Linked DNA regions of Mus musculus: region 1 is linked to region 2. Evidence: chromatin contacts called from public capture Hi-C data. All regions are on one chromosome and are shown on one strand. Each heading gives the region's core, a stretch centred on a gene start, on an enhancer-like site or on the middle of the called end of the contact. The rest is flanking DNA. Distances are from core to core; before and after follow the strand shown.

Region 1 (2,702 bases), core at 202-2,701, 700 kb before region 2:
GTGGACTGCAGTGGACTTGGTTCCTAGTTTATAGTGTGAAAGAAAAAACACCAAAACGGATGCCAGAATACCTCTGTGATACAGCCTCTGTGCTTGAGGCAAGATTGAGTTACTTTTAAATGAAGAGAACCTGAAATTCCTTCACTAGTGATCAGCACTCATTGAGGCCCTGTGGCTTTGTGAAAATGTTTATTGTCACAAAAGTATTTTATACTTTTTATATGATTAAAATTTAATTCCCTTTCTTATTTTGAATTGGCTTTCTTTTGTCTACTTTCTTTTTTTAATGAAAAGGATGAATGGAAGGAAGTATAAGATGGTACCTCTGTTTCCTTCTTTTGTATAATCTTGTTGCATGTCTCTACATAAGCTGTTCTGGCCACTCATCATAGTAACCAGCTGGGCCATTTCACCTGCTGGAGCCATTAAAGAGGACTCTCTCCCCCTAGATTAATCCCCTCCGACATTAGTTTTTTTGCACTGACAACTGCAGCAGGCATTCAGGATTTGCAGGTGGCCAGTGTGACGCACATAATTGCCTACAATTTTAGGCAATGAATAAAAATGGTCTACATTACTTGTCAAAGGTTGTATATGCAGTGCCAAGTGAGATCTATGGGAAGCCTTTTAGGGTTTAAAGAACAGTTAATAGCAAGGCTGCACAGGGCTTTTTTAATCATAATGCATTTGTAATATAGCACTTTGATCTTCTCCTTGTAGGAAATGGTGTTACATTAGCCACTTTTAAACATTTATGAGTGAAATTCAGTTATAGAAGAGTAAAAGTGATTATTCTTAAGCAGAACATGTTCAATTTCATTAAAAGTTTTCGTCTTGCCCCTTCCTTGTTAAAATCCATGGGAAGTCCTTTCCCTGGGGGACTTCAAATCAGGATCGAAGGATATAGGGCCTTTTCTTTATTTTTCTTGTTGGTAACAGTAAGATTTGCAAAGAAGGTATACTAAATATAGAGATAATTTATACAAATGGACATTTACAACACAATAACTGGTCATAGTAATATAAAAATACTCTCAGGAAATCTATTACTAATAATTGTGTTGCAACAAATTTTAAGAAATGAATATTTAAAGCAGGTCCATAAATTATCTTTACAAAAACAAAACAAAAAAATGTCCTCAAAACAGAAGGCCCAGATGATTCTCAAATATGCCTCTTGTGGAAGAGCCCGGTTTGACCTTTCAGCCCCGAGAGCCTTTTATTAACACCTGCCAGGCTGTAAGGAGCCCTGGCCACACGCAGCTCTTAGACTCGGGCCCACAGAACTGATGAGGAAAGGCTGGAAGGGCTCAGTTTGTGTCACTTGCTGTTTGGCGTTTCCATTTCACAGATGATTAATCTTTCTGTGAAGAAAGGCCAGAGAAACAAAGCCCGCCAGCCTCTTCCCGCAGTTCCTCCTTCTGAATGCACACTAGCTTGCTAACTAAAAGGCCTTTAGATTTCCAGCAGAGAGAGATGTTCTGAAAGTGAATGCAGCTGGTTGGAGGTCACCAGTGCAGGGCTCTTGCCATTGTGTAATGGAGGCTTTGGCAGGTTGGGGTGGGGGGAGCAGTGAAGAAGTGACAGGGAGAAGGGGTTGGCAAAAAAATTAATTCAGAAGAAAAAAGGTTTGGGTCAGTTCATTTAATATTTTGTAGTAAATAGTCAGTCATAGGTTCAATTAGTTATTTTGTTTATATTTTTAAGGAAAAGCTGTACTTTAGTCTCTCTTTAGGATACGCCCCATTTCATACTAGCATGTAACATCACTAGATAACATTGACTCTGAAATTTTATCTTTGATGTGATTGAGTTGTCTTGCAGTTTTTCATATTGTTATGTTAACTAATTTTGCTGACTTTGTACACTCAAAATTTAATGTTTCATCAGTATTTCATCAGTTTTCGTTTGAGATACAAAAAATGTATTTCTGTTCATTACAAGAGTTATCTTTATTTTGAGGACTTAAAACTTTTAGCTCTTAGTGTCCAACACTTACTGCTCATTTTGTATTTACTTTTTTCTTGATTGTGTGCAGGACATAATGTGCAAAGTCAAGTCTTGGGTTATAGATCAAAAGAAACCTGTTCGCTTCTATCATGACTGGAATGACAAAGAGGTACGTGTAAATACTGTGTCTGTTACTGCCTGAGCTCTGATTGCTTAGAGAGCAAATTGGGCTGCTCAGTATCTTATACTTAGTAATATATAGTTACTTTTATTTCTGTCAGCCGGTGTAAATTCCTAAGCTTTTTTTTCCCTTTTCCAATCTCCCACTTTAAATATTTCATAACATCTAACCCTTTATAAACAAAAGTATTATAAAAATGAAAATGTTTACTCAAAGAGTTTTCATGTTCAAATTATTCAATGTTTTACTCCGTATTTACTAAGCTTTTAAAAAGGGTTCTTTCTCTGTCTCCTACTCTAGATTGAAGTGTTGAATAAACACTTATTTTTGACTTCAAAACCAATGGTCTACTTGGTGAATCTTTCTGAAAAAGACTATATAAGAAAGAAAAACAAATGGTAAGTGTTTTTTCCCTGGATACTCCCACATACGTATCTCTGGATATACCCACATACGTATCACTAACATAAGCATATAGGTATGTGTGTATGTGTGAATAATGTGTTTGATTTTAATATCTTTTCCTCAGAAAATGTTAAAATTAGAAAGTTTTGTCTTGTGTTACATTTAA
Region 2 (2,853 bases), core at 57-2,556:
CCCCTGCTTTCATGTCACAATTCCATCTGTGTTGATGTTCTGAGAACATCAACTTTGGCTGGGCCTGCAGTGGCTGGAGAGCCTGCTCAGTCGCTCGGCTGTTCCGTTGCTTGGTTTTAATAAGAGTGATCAATACCATCAGTTTTCCCTTTAAATGCTAATGATGGCTTTAACACAGCAGATGCAGACATACAGTGTAGTGCAGATTAAAATTAGGCTCGAAATTAAATCGCCTACACGTAGCAAAGGAGCCAGTTTGGACATCTTGATAAACAGCCACAGCCAGCTGACGCATCTTGAATTGTCTTGCGCCCATCCTCAGCCTGAATGGACATGGTGAGGCCATTAGTGAGAGGGCTTAGGGCCTGGGGGATGGGGGAGGGGGGAGGGGAGGTGACTGTGGGGCACATTTTGTGCACAGCTCTGTGCACCAATTCACCCTGCATCTCTTCTTTGTTATTCCTGTGACAGGCAGTAACGGAAGGTCTGCATTCAGAGTCCTGTGCTAAGTGTACAAACTCAAAATGGAAAATGAATCCAATTTCCTACAAGGCAAGGAGAGGCATCCTGGGAAAACCAGGCTGGCCATTCCCTAGAAGGGTCTCAGGATACCCAGAATTGGCTTCAGAACATAACTGGTGTCTCTTCTTGGAGTTGTGCTCAGGGACCGACTCTCATTGCAAGCTCACAAGAGATAGACAGACAATCTCAGAAAGGTAACTATTTTAACACTAGATCTATTTTTTTTGGTTTGGAGGTGCCTATTAATGACAATGAGTGTGCAACTGAAGAAGAATTTGAAGATCTGAAGGCTTGGTAGTCTGATTAATTAGCTGTCCCATTCATTAATAAATAAGTTGAGTACCACTTAAAAGCTATACTGGTGACCAAGATATAATAATATAATGTAATGTATTGTAATATAAGAAATATGACATGATATATTATATATAACATATATACTATATAATATAATAACCAAATGTAGTTCCTGCTCCATGCAGCTAATAGCTTGGCCAAGCAAGCAAGCAAGCAAGCAAGCAAATGTAGACAAACTTGGGGATAATTCCATTAGAGATAAACATGACTGAGCAGTCAAGTAGTTCTGTGCACAGGGCAGGACAGTGGCAGCTGGAGATCGTGGAATTCCCTACTGGGAGCAGCATTTTTAGCTCTGGGCTGAAGGTTGACTGTGGAAGCAGGTTGGGGGTGTACAAAGTTTCAGCAGACAAAAGGATGACTAATTTGCATGGCTCAATGGCCTGAGGAAGCTCGATACAGAAAAGGTTCACGAGTTTGGTCACATGATCATCACCACCACAGCTGTGTACTTTGCAGACCGAGTGGATACCCTTGTTACTTTGGGAGAGCCCTGCTGGTTAATCCTGTTGTTTATGTGAACTTGGGCAGAGGATAGCCCACGTGAAGGTTTTGCTCACTTTTTTTCTCTCAGCCAGAACTGAGAGAAACACAGCTGTTGGTAGGGAAGGAACTTCTCCAGTAGTAAGAGAAACACCAGTTATCAGCATCTAGTCTTCATTTTAATTGTGAATGAACTGTAAGGTCAGAGAAGTCTCCAGTTTTTATTGTGTTGACTTGGACAGACATGGCCACTGGTTAGGCAATAGGCAAGAGACTGCGAAAGAAGCCACTGGTATGAGCAATGAATGTTTGGAAACTCTCCGTTGATTTGGCCACTCCAGTCACCTCATAAGGCAGAAAAGGCAGGTAGATGGGAAGAGCTAGGCCCTGTCTTGTTCTCTCTTCTCCTCAGGCCAGACAGGCTTCAAGGTAGTTCTCCAAGTCAACAATGGCAAGCAATTGTTCAAAGGCTCTTGAAGTGCAGTCTCTGTTATCTCAGAATTAAGTCATGCTGCATCCTGGACAAGTTCATACAACTAGATCATGATGCCTCCTGATAGCAGCTTCTGGAACCAGAGCTACAGAGCATACCACACCTGTACTAACTTGTCAAGGAGGAAGGATTCGTTATAGAGATGGGTCCTGGAAAGCTTGTAACTATCTCAGGACTCTGCATTGCAAGAGCTGCAGTGGAGTCGGAGCGCCTTGAGCTACTCTAGGATGTTTTGACCTTGGTATGTTGAACTACTGGATATTTTGACCACTCTCAGAAGACCCCAGGATATTTTGATTCTGTATTTATAGATAAACAATTAGACCAGCTATATAAGTATTGAGAAGTGATTTTTGGCAATACAAACACAGAGTAAAATTTTTTTAGCTAATTAATTTTCTATGTATGTAACATTTACCATTTTTATATTAATCATGTATGTGTGTGTGTGTATGGTGCGTATGGTGTGTGTCTGTCTGACTGTGTGTATTTGAGTGACAGCAAAACATCCATATGTATAAAATAAAAATAAATAAATCTTAAAAAGAAAAAACCAACAAGGCCCAGTATGGTGGTTTGTATGTGTTTGGCTTAGAGAGTGGCACTATCCGGAGGTGTGGCCTTGTTGGAGTAGGTATGGCCTTGTTGAAGGAAGTATGTCACTGTGGGGGTGGGCTTTGAAACCCTCCCTCTAGCCATGTGACAGCCAGTCTTCTGTTTGACTTGCTGTAGAACTTTCAGCTCCTCCAACACCATCCCTGCTTGGATGCTGCCTTACTTCCTGCCATGATGATAATGGGCTGAACCTCTGAAGCTGTAAACCAGCCCCAATGAAGTGTCCTTTTTAAGAGTTGCCTTGGTCCTGGTGTCTCTTCACAGCAATGGAAACCCTAACTAGGACACATGGTCTGAGTGTGGAGGTCAGAGGACAACATTTAAGTGTCAGTCCTCACCTGCCACCTTATTTTGAAGACAAGTCTCTCTCGTTTCTTTGCTTC

What was found. Capture Hi-C pulls out chosen DNA fragments and counts their contacts.
Region 1: a capture Hi-C map of embryonic stem cells shows a contact between it and region 2, with 4 times the contacts expected there. The contact joins two enhancer-like sites. A contact is called at or near these places in 2 of 115 datasets of contacts at active chromatin or transcription factors (embryonic basal ganglia and embryonic stem cells) and 1 of 9 other capture datasets (embryonic stem cells).

Annotation. Positions count from the first base shown.
Region 1 is chr2:73,141,725-73,144,426 of GRCm38.p6, reverse strand. Ola1 (Obg-like ATPase 1) reads left to right here. Exons shown (of 11, transcript NM_025942.2): 6 at 2,039-2,119; 7 at 2,432-2,529. Among named protein-coding and RNA genes, the nearest start is that of Ola1, 71 kb to the left of the region's middle. Within about 2 kb of position 1,451, at least 22 of the 459 cell types and tissues checked have an H3K27ac peak or open chromatin away from gene starts, as enhancers often do. A contact at or near this core is called in embryonic stem cells, where this site is marked.
Region 2 is chr2:72,445,249-72,448,101 of GRCm38.p6, reverse strand. No RefSeq gene overlaps it. Among named protein-coding and RNA genes, the nearest start is that of Gm39847, 18 kb to the left of the region's middle. Within about 2 kb of position 1,306, at least 28 of the 459 cell types and tissues checked have an H3K27ac peak or open chromatin away from gene starts, as enhancers often do. A contact at or near this core is called in embryonic stem cells, where this site is marked.